Linked DNA regions of Mus musculus: regions 2 and 3 are each linked to region 1. A link is a contact called in public ChIA-PET data. All regions are on one chromosome and are shown on one strand. Each heading gives the region's core, a stretch centred on a gene start, on an enhancer-like site or on the middle of the called end of the contact. The rest is flanking DNA. Distances are from core to core; before and after follow the strand shown.

Region 1 (3,475 bases), core at 635-3,134:
TAACAGGCACAAAGCAGTTCTGCCTCTAGTCTGTAGGAAAAGGCAGGAGAGGAAAGGGGGGGGGTGGGAGGGAGGGAAAAGGAGGGAGAGGCAGATGAACTTGAGAAAAGCACCAGCTTGCAATGTGTTCTTTGGATTCACGGAGACCACTGTAGGGGAGTTTCCTGTTCTAATACAGCTAGAATCCTTGTAGAGGATTGCACATATTCTCAGGGACTTTGAGTCACACACGTTTGTGCTTTTTCCTTAACAAGGGCATCGGAGAAATGCAGCTACCTGCATTCCCTCTGATGGGGGTAGGCTTATTGAGTGAGCCAAGGGTTAACCAAAACCCAATCACAGAGCTTTGTGTGCAGGAGCTTCTGTAAATGATGTGCTATACCATACGGCAGTACAGCCCTGACATTTCAGTCACTACAGGGATGAAATCAAGGTTGCCTAGTCAAACACACCTCAGAAGACACACGAGAGGAGAACAGGGTTCCGATTTGGGGCATAAAAGCACACACGTGCCAAGAGCTGGTTTGTGCCCAGGAAGAAGCACTTAAGTAGAAATGCATGTGTGTGCCCCATCCCAGCTGAGGTCATAATGAGAAAAACATGGGAAGAATTAGTGATGGAAGAAACTGAGTCTTGTTTAGAGTCCCCCCCCCCCCTTGATCCAACGGTTCAAACTGAACACACGCCCGCAGAGCCATTTTTGATACTAGGATGCTCAAGATCTCAGTGACAGCTGGAAGCTCCTGCTTCACCCAGAGGTCAGGGGTCAGGGGTTAGGACGATGCTGTGACCCTGGAGTGTCCAGTCATACTGAGCCACTGAAGTTCAGGTTGGCTGAGGCTGACACAGAGAAGGAGCAGGGCATTGAAGAGGACCTGGAGGGTCTGGTTTGAGTTCACCCTGCTTCAGTCACAGCTGACTTGGTGTCAGACTGACAGTTACAGGATTCTCCTGCATTTCTTTCCCACTGCCCAAAGCAGAGGCTGGTCAAGGTTCTGCAGAGCTCAGATTATCCAACACAGGGCTTTCTTTAAAGAACATAAATTCAAAACTGTGGCCATACAATTCAAAGGAGGTTTTGAAGAGGGCGTGCCCCGTCGCTGGAGTCTCAGGAATCCTCTAAGTCCACTCTGGAGCTTATGTCTTGAAGGCTCAGTATGTTTCCCTGGTGGAGGGATGGACGGATGTGTGGCTGCTGGCTACCCAATGAGTAGTCACTCTGGGAAATAGACAGACATACGGACAGACCTGTGTCTCTGCACTTCTACTTACCAGTGGGATTGCAAGTCCAGTCTCCTGCCTGGGATGCTCCTTACCTCACTGCCTTGTGACCAGGGGCAGATTTCCATTTGATGGCTGGCCCTTTAGGCACATCTAGGCCTCAGGGTAAGATGCAATCAGTGTATTCCTCTAACGATAGAGTACGTGTCTCCTGGGGTCCATGGTCTACCGGGAAAGCCAGGAACTTAAGGCACAAAGGCTTTGTTGACTTTGCCTAGTCAAGAGCCCAGAACCCAGAATGACATCAGATTCGTCAGCAAGTCTTGTCGTCTCCAGTGAAATCTGGGCAGCTGCCTCAAGAAAATGCCCGAGTGTGGCTGGGGCCCTCCCCAGTTTCTGTGACTAAGAGCTGTTTTGGATTTCACCCACCAGTTAACTGTCATTTCTTGGGGTGACTGCTTGCTAAGCTCGTGCCTACCAAATAACGCTCTTCTGCATGGATGTTAGTGCGCTCCGGTATTTGTAGGCTGGTATCTGCTCTGTCCTTACCCCCTTCACTAAAAAAACACAAGATCAAGGTCCAAACCTTACTGTCTTCATTTCTAGACTTACTCTTTCTATCTTTTCCTGTGCTTTAAGAAAAAACAAAGTTCACATCTGGTGACCCCACCTCTCAGTCGTTCCCACAGACCTGTTAGGAGTTATGAAACCACAGGAGTCTCAGAAGCTGGCTGCACGGGGTACGGAAATACTACAAAATAAAAGTCCTGCCAGGTTCTTTGTATTTTGAGAAGTCTATGGAAAATATTTATAAACGTCTAGCAGGCTACACCACACACGTGCGACATATTCAAGTGACAGACCGCAGGAGCTTTAATAATAAAACTAAGATTGTGTAAGTCTCGTCAATTCTGCTGCTAGCCCTGTCTTAACGCAGCTATACTTTGTTTTCAGTGACTTGTTTCATACACTTCAAATCAGAATTTTTTGGGGGGGGCGTAGGAGTTGGGGTTCGAGACAGGGTTTCTCTGTGTATCCATGGCAGTTCTGGAACTCACTTTGTAGACCAGGCCGGCCTCGAACTCAGAAATCCACCTGCCTCTGCCTCCCGAGTGCTGGGATTAAAGGTGTGAGCCACCAGGCCCGGCTTCAAATCTGAATTTTTAAAAGATTTCATCTTTACATTATAATTATGTGTATATATCTATACCTGAGTGTGAATTTGTACATGTGAATGTATCCTCAGAGGCTAGAAGAAGTCATCAGATCCTTCGGGGCTCAAGTTGCAGGGCTGGGAATCTAACTCCGGCTCCCTGCAAGTGCTCTTAGCCGGTTTCTCTCCAGTTTCTCTAACTCTAAGAGGCCGGTACCAAAGGCTGATCGTAGCTGTAGGGTGTAGCTCAGCAGATGATGGGGTGCTTGCCTAGCAAACACAAATCCTTGAGACATATCCCCAGTGCCACACCAACTGTGTGTGGTAACACAAGCCTGTAATCCTCATACTCAGGGTATAGAGACAGGAAAAACAAGAGTTCAAGGTCATTTTCAGCAACATAGTGAGTTCAAGGCCAGGCCAGGAAACACAGGACCCTGCCTCAAAAGCAAATCAATAACTAGGGCATAAAAGCTAGCTCTAAAGAGTCGAGTCCTCTAAGCTTCTTTTTAAGTGCTGATACAGTGGGGTGGAGATGTCACCCATGTTCCCATTGTACATGTGTGTATTAAATGATTCTATCCAAAACATTGCTATGACCCTCTGACCAGCAGATTCAGGAATCTAGCTTCTAGCCCTGCGCATGGAAGATTCGGTCTCCTGGGACTGTCCAGAACCCTCTCGGATGCTGTCCCAGTGTGTCTACTGTCACATTGGATGCTTCCTGCTTTGTTCTGTTAGTGTGCACAGTACAAGGAGGGTCCCGGACAAGTCCAGCTCTTCAGGAAACAAGAAAGCCTTGTTCCCAGGCTCCGGAAGTTCCTTCCAAGCCTGCAGGTCCTGGACATTAACACATTAAAGCTCCGAGCTCCATAACAGAGCAGCCTTTAACTGTGGCTCCCTGATGCAAACCTGCTTTAGACAGGGAAATCTTCTCACCCTCTGACTCATTTTCCCATGGCTCCCCTGGAGACCTGGGTAGACAGTGTGATTGTTGTGGAAAGGCAAGGCGTCATCTGATCCTCTGAGAACACTGTGTAATGATCTTACAGTAAGCGGTGTCACTGGGGCCTGAGATATCCCTACAGGTGACTGCAAGCA
Region 2 (3,360 bases), core at 558-3,057, 73 kb before region 1:
CCCCTGTAATATGCATTCTGGACTGTTCTGTGTGGGGCAGGGGACTTACCAGGAGTGGCAGGTGTAAGTAGCTGATTGGATGTAGGGCAGGAGAGTGACCAGGAGTGGCAGGTGTGAGTAGCTGATTGGGGGTGGGGCAGAAGAGTTACCAGGAGTGACAGGTGTGAGTTCTTGGTTTTATTGTTTTTAGTCCTTTTGACAGGGGAGGAACAATAAAAATAGCCAATGATAGGGAAGCATTTGGCAGTGTTTTATTTCTGGGAAGGATCCAGACAGAAAGGGGTCAGTTGTGGCACACACGTAGTGTAGAGATGGGAGTCACTGGGAAAAGTGACTGACTTTGAGTGAACTCCTTAGTACCTGGTCTCTGCCTGCCAAAATCTGTGCCCTGAGCCTTTCTTTCCCTGTCATCTCCACTGCACATGCATCTTACCTGCATAGACAATAAACCAACCTTTGCCCAGAGCAAAATGACATTCTTCTGAGCATCTTAGCTCATTCTCGGTGATGCCAAGCGGTGTCTGGAAGTGTGGCAGGTGACTGGGGACAAGATCAATCATTCCAGAGGTAGCCAGGAGCGCCTAAGATAAAGAATGCAATTAAAAACCAATCCCAGGATGAACTCAGATACTGCCTGTCTCCTATTGATGGGCGGCTTCTAGCATCAGTGTTTCTGCATGCAAGGGGTCAAACCACAATGTCCATCAGTTAAGTTTAGAAATGAATATGGCTTCCTGTGTGAGCAGCTTCCCATAGAGTAAACAACAGAATAATGCCGCTTGTAAACAACAACAACAAAATGTATTTGAAGCATCAGCTTACAAAAGGACAGACATAAAAGCACTTGGAGCTCCTTTGCACTTTTGCCAGGTGGCAGAGCATGGTGTCCTTTCCACTGAGGTCGGTGGATGCTTCCCGTGACTTCACAGGGAGGCAGAGTGGTGGCTTCGGTCATGCTGACAAGGGAGAGACCATGGGTGGTACTTTTGATGTCCAACCTCAAATTATTCAATCAGGCTCCTTTCTAGTGATAGCAAATTCTATGCATCATCTGCCCATGCCTGAGAGGTGATTAACAGTGTTGTGAGCAGAAAGCATTGAACCACATGATGTAACTGGTTCCTAATGCTCCCTGCAGGTCTCATGCTGAAGGCATGGTTCCCAGCTTATGAGTGGGCTGGAAAATGGGAGGATCCTCTGCAGGGACCGCCTGGGAGGAAGTTACGTCACTGAGGGCGTGCACTAGGAGGGGATTTCAGTAGTGAACCGGCATCTTCGGCTGTGCATTCCTACCACAAGGCGCTACATGAATCACCACAGGCCCAAAGCATCTGAGTCACATGATCATGAGTGGAAACTACTCACAATAAGCCTGTGGGTTTTATTTTTTTTATTTTCTTTTAAGTTGATTATGTCAAGACACAGGAAGAGAGACCTACTATGGGGAGTTGCATCTAGTCACGTGGTGGTCTATGCCGAACAAACATGCTGACTTCTCAAGAAAAAGACCTCCTGAGACCTCCTGTGCACATGCTGAGCTGAGACCCTGTGCACAAGCTGAGCTGTATTTTCGGCCTGGCAGCTTTCAGACCTGAACTGCATTTTCTTCCTTCCTGTGTCTCAAGTCTTCAGTCTTGTTGCTATGGTTTGCATCTGAAGTGTGCTACCACGGGCTCCCGATTTGAATGTTTGGTTTCTGGCTTCTAATGCTATTTTGAAGGCTATGAAACATTCAAGGAGTGGGGCCCAGCTGCTGGAAGGAGGTCACAAGGGTGATTATTCCCTGCCTGACCCACACCTCCAATATGAAGCCAGCTTCTTTTGCTTTCTGGGGGTTACAATGTAAAGAGCTGCTACCTCATGTTCCTGCCACTGTGGACAGGGCTAAGGTTCCAGCTGCCACCTGTTCCCTCCCAGGAGAGATTGCACTCTCCAAAACCAGGAGACACGAGGAATCTTTCCTGCTGGAATGTGTTTTGATGTCTTTGATTTAGAGCAACAAGAAAAGTAACAAATGTGCTCACACTGTCATCTTAGACTTGTTAACCTCTTACATGATGTGAGCCAGTTCCATATGTACACACACACACACACACACACACACACACCCCTTATTGGTTCTCCTTTTTCTGGATAACTCTGATCAATAAATTTCCACTCAATATTACAAAATTTGAATGAAATCCCACCAACTAAATAGAATGTTCTCCTGGACTCGTAAGTTGAATCTTGAGTACCGTGTGTAAACATGCTTTGCCCTGTGTGGACAGTTGTGCTCTACTTCCTATAGATGCAGTGACTCATCCCTGGAAGGACTGAGATAGATAGATGCTCAAAACAGACAATGAGTTCAAAGCTGACCTCTCTACCTCTTGGTAGAGGCAGTCAGGTGAGTTTCACTGGCCTTTAGCTCATTGTGCTAAGCCTCAGTTTCTTCATCTATGAAGTCACAATAATAATATCTACCTCAAATGATTGATACAGCAAAGTGCTTTTCTGTGCATCTAGTACTTAGTAAGTCTACCCAAAGGCAGGCATTGTATGGGGTCTTAAGGAAAGTGGGGGAAATCTGTGTGCTAGAACACGGAAGAGTTGAAAGCCTTATGGGACAACTTTAATAACTGCCACAGCTTTGTTATCTATACTGTAGGATATGGCATACACACACACACACACACACATATATACACACACACATACACACACACACATATATATATAATTGCTCAGGGCAAACAGTCTATTCAACATTGAAAAATGCTTCCTTCTCCCAAGCATCTTATTCACCTTGTGTAGCAGAGAGGATGAGTTGCACTGCTCCAGTAGCTGCAGAGCTGAGCCATGAACTCATCAGCAGGCAAGCAGATAAACAGTGCTTCACATCTTGGATAGATATCGGGGAACTCACCTTTGGTAACGATGAGGAAGAGTTAAAATGCAAATGTACAATTATTGACTAGCTTTCTGAGGCCATGCCTGGTGTATTTCATTCTGAACTTCTTGCTTGGTGCCTTTCAAATCTCTCTTGCTAAATTTGGCTCCTCGAAAATTATTCCTCCAAGGCAGAAAATTGGCAGTCATTTGAGTTTCATTGGCCTTTAGATCACTGTGTTTTTTAACTTGTAATTTTCCATGGCTCTCCATTCTCCATCGAATTTCTATTGTGTACCACATTACCCATGGGGTGGCAACATTGATCTTGACCCATGGTCCACATTCCAAGAATTGTTCCATTAGATAGGCTTCTTTCGGGAATGAGTAGACTATCTCTATCAATTGAAGAATGCTATGTGTAGACAATAAATGACTATTATTAACAATGTTAAAAGCGATACATAGCCGCCATGCTTCTCAGCTGCA
Region 3 (3,419 bases), core at 50-2,549, 95 kb before region 1:
TCAGGTGAGGATGTCACCAAAAAGAAGACAACCCAGGTGCAGCAAACCCCACTAAAACCCAAGCTTGTCAGTGAGCTGACACTGGCCAACTCCGGCTCCAGAGCGATGAGAAGTGAAAGAAGGTTGATCATGACGTACCAGCCTCAAGTGTTGTATGTATTGCAGCAGCATGAGGAAACCAAGAGAACATAAGAGCTGGCTCATGCCAAGGGGGAGCAAGAGACTTCCCATCTGCTATCTGGGAACTTGAGACCCAGTAAATCTGCTGTATAATTAAATCTATGTCTGAAGGCTCAAGAAGCAGGGAGCTTTGTGGTGTAAATCCTTCAGTCTGAAGGTTGAGAACTGGGAGCTCTAGTGTCTCGGGTCAGATGTTAGCAATGGGAGAATTACCTCCACACACACCTGAGTAGTGTGTTGTTCGATTGAGACCCTCAATGGCTCTCAGTGCTTTCGATGATGGATCTTCCCACTGATTCAAACGTCCAGACGCTCTAGGGATGCTTGACATGTGGGTCTCAGTGGACCCCCTAGAATCAGATATAGAAGTGTCTAAATCTCCCCTAGCTGTCCTTTCTTTCTCCTTTCCTCTCTACTTTCATGTCTCCCCTTCCTTCCTCACGCCCCACTCTCTCGCTTGTGAGGACTTATTGGAACTTTTACATATGGAGGCTACATTTGAGGTAGGCTGGTGTCTCTCCTGACATGAACTGGCACACAGCTACCATGGCAGTCGTGAGAATGTTTGCCGGGTAGACTGCACGATTTTCTCATTTATAAATATAATGAATCTCAGAACTAGCAGACGTCATTTCTTTTCGCCATCATTCAAAGTTTTATTGAGAGGGATGGTCGACTCTGTCCTCAGAATAACTTGTCACATCCTCCCATCTCTTCTCTCCTTCCCGACATCCTTGCTTAGATCACACATCCAGAGCTGTGAGCTGAATCTCACCACCAAAAAAGATTTGTCCCAACCCCAGGCCTCTGTGGTCATAAACGGTTCCTTATTTGGCAATGGGACCTCTGTAGACACAGCTCCATTAGGAGGATGAGGTCACGCCTGACTCACTGCGTCCAGACAGGATCCTAGTGCCTTTATCAAGGGGCCAGGTTTGGAGTCGTATTGGAAGGGGTTGGGGGAGGTGTTAGGGCTGGCTGAGCCGCAGAACCAAGGGATGTCTCTGCACGCCAAGAAATGTGAATGTTACTGGCAAACACCAGAAGCTAGGAGAGGCAGGAACTGGTTCTCCCCCAGGGCCTCCAGAAGAAACCGCCGTGAGTGTCTTCACTGAGATCTCACTCTAAGTCACAAAGGTGGTGGCACTTCCTGACCACAGTTCTGCGGAGTTCTTGAACCTGGTGGCCCCAGTGGCTTTCAGATACAGTTCCTGCTTCCAGACCCTTAACTTCTTTCATCCTGGACCACCATGGCATCCTGCACTGTGTGCTCACTGCTGGTCTGACGCCGAGGAAAGGGCCCTCAAACACTGGAGGGAAGTCCAAGAATGTGGAGAGAGATATTTTGAGCCCAGGAAGTGGCTTTGATCTTTAAATACACCCCATACTTGCTGAAAATGTGGGGTGTTCTTTTTAAATATCTTCGGCTCTCCTAAAATTATCTAATACCTCTTACTCTGCCAAAGCTACCTGGGGATTAAGACACCTTGCTTTCCCATCACATACTGGGCTATTGTTTCTCATGGCTCCTCTGGGCTGCTCATCTCTCTGTATGTTTTCCTCTGGACCTGAGGGGAGGCTCCTCCTCCTCCTCACTAAATACTGTTTAAATCTCATTTTCTCTCTGGCTGAGAGCTGGAAATGAGCACCTCAGACTGAAGATACTTGAACTAATGTCGCCAAACAGGTCGTTACCTGTGTCCTCCTCAGCTGGGCAGACTGAGAGTTTTCTGAGGAACTCCTTAAAATTGTCACCTTGGTGTCTTTGTATAAATTTTCCTAATTACTGTGTCCAGAGTCCACTGGTGAGACCCATAATTTATGTTTGTGTGCCAGACTGATCACAGACAGAGACCTGGACAGTGAACTCAGATAGCTTGTCTCTATAGGAAGGATGGTTCTGTCCTTGTACGGGGAGGGACAGAGGGTTTCCATTTCTTTCAGCTCCGTTGATGATGCTGAGTTCTGAGCTTAGAGCCAAACCAGGAATATGGTATGTGGTTCTTCTGGCTCAGTTTCTAGTCACCTGGAGTCACAGGAAGCTTTCTTTGCCAGATTCACCAGATGGTAAATCTGTAGTCATGACCTTGGTACTCCTTGCTGGAAATGGAGGCCAGGTGTGGTACCAGCAGCATCTCTGTGTGGCTCAAGTGTCTTCCTGACAACCTGTCTGGAGTAAAGGTATAGGAATGCCAGATCTCAGCATGACTGGGCTGAGGGTCCCTGTGTATCTGGAAGGCTTTGGTCCATCACAGTCTGTCTGGAGCTGTGATCCACAAGGTCAGGAGGAGATGGGATAAATAGTGACAGACATGTGTGTTGTATCTTTGAGCACACAGCTTCTCAGCGGTCAGGTAAAATGTACGTGCATGTGCATCTGTGTGCATGTGTGTGTTTGTGTGTATGTGTCTATGTGGGTACTTCATTCTTTTCTTTCTTTTCATTTTTGTTTTTTGAGATAGGGCCTCTTTATCTGTAGCCTAGGCTGACCTTGAACTCAGACTCACAATAGACCACACAACGGCCTCTGCTTTCTGAGTGGTACAATTATAGGCATAAGCTACCAAGCCATTTTTTAAAAAAAAATTTTGTTAGTTTTTGAGACAAGGTCTCATGGATCCTGGGCTACCCTCCATCTCATGTAACAGCCTAGTGTGTCCTTGGACAGCTGACTTTTTATATATCCACATAGAAGTTAAGGAGTTTGAAGCGTAGTGAGGCACATCTGGATGCTGATGGTCTGTGGGGCCTAAGGTTGTGGAGGGCTCCATTGCTAAGTATAACATCTCCCTTTATTGAGAAAAGCAAATAGGAACCAACTATAGTGTCCAGAGAAACCCACTTAGACAGGGAAGGAAAAGAATTCTCTACTCTGTTTGTAGGTGGCAACCTCTGTCAGTGTACACAATATCACAGGGGGAAACGTTGCATGGAGGAAGAGCAACAGACTCGTTTTTTGCTTAAAGTAGGATCAATCCATTGGTAATCATGTCCATCGCTGGGCATAATAATATTTAAAAACAGACATTATTAGATAGTTCATTTATTTTGATGGCAGACCAATCATCTGTGAAGCTCGCTTCACTAAGGCCAGTTCCTCATTCTCCCAAGAAGTCATGTGAACATACTCATTCTGTGTGCCCTTTGCAAAGGAAATCCAAGCGCCGCGGCTCGTGCCAGGGGTGAGAGCTGCTCATGCCACACTTGAGAACGGCATCCCTGAGATAGCTGTGCTCACT

Evidence for each region. ChIA-PET counts read pairs in DNA pulled down with a chosen protein or histone mark.
Region 2: an RNA polymerase II ChIA-PET map of memory CD8 T cells shows a contact between it and region 1, with 104 read pairs. The contact joins two enhancer-like sites. A contact is called at or near these places in 1 of 15 datasets of contacts at CTCF or cohesin (CD8 T cells), 1 of 484 Hi-C or Micro-C datasets (CD4 T cells), 2 of 115 datasets of contacts at active chromatin or transcription factors (CD8 T cells and memory CD8 T cells) and 2 of 9 other capture datasets (adipose tissue and liver).
Region 3: a contact with region 1 is called in an RNA polymerase II ChIA-PET map of memory CD8 T cells, with 36 read pairs. The contact joins two enhancer-like sites. A contact is called at or near these places in 1 of 39 promoter capture datasets (embryonic stem cells), 3 of 484 Hi-C or Micro-C datasets (Th1 cells, embryonic stem cells and nephron progenitors), 3 of 115 datasets of contacts at active chromatin or transcription factors (CD8 T cells, embryonic stem cells and memory CD8 T cells) and 1 of 9 other capture datasets (adipose tissue).

The regions. Positions count from the first base shown.
Region 1 is chr16:95,261,232-95,264,706 of GRCm38.p6, forward strand. The region is part of intron 2 of Kcnj15 (potassium inwardly-rectifying channel, subfamily J, member 15); the gene reads left to right. Among named protein-coding and RNA genes, the nearest start is that of Gm31641, 3.3 kb to the left of the region's middle. Within about 2 kb of position 1,885, at least 54 of the 459 cell types and tissues checked have an H3K27ac peak or open chromatin away from gene starts, as enhancers often do. A contact at or near this core is called in CD8 T cells and memory CD8 T cells, where this site is marked.
Region 2 is chr16:95,188,029-95,191,388 of GRCm38.p6, forward strand. It overlaps Gm31641 (predicted gene, 31641), which reads right to left. Exons shown (of 5, transcript NR_153766.1): 4 at 455-581. Among named protein-coding and RNA genes, the nearest start is that of Gm31754, 51 kb to the right of the region's middle. Within about 2 kb of position 1,808, at least 27 of the 459 cell types and tissues checked have an H3K27ac peak or open chromatin away from gene starts, as enhancers often do. A contact at or near this core is called in CD8 T cells and memory CD8 T cells, where this site is marked.
Region 3 is chr16:95,167,217-95,170,635 of GRCm38.p6, forward strand. No RefSeq gene overlaps it. Among named protein-coding and RNA genes, the nearest start is that of Gm31754, 72 kb to the right of the region's middle. Within about 2 kb of position 1,300, at least 19 of the 459 cell types and tissues checked have an H3K27ac peak or open chromatin away from gene starts, as enhancers often do. A contact at or near this core is called in CD8 T cells and memory CD8 T cells, where this site is marked.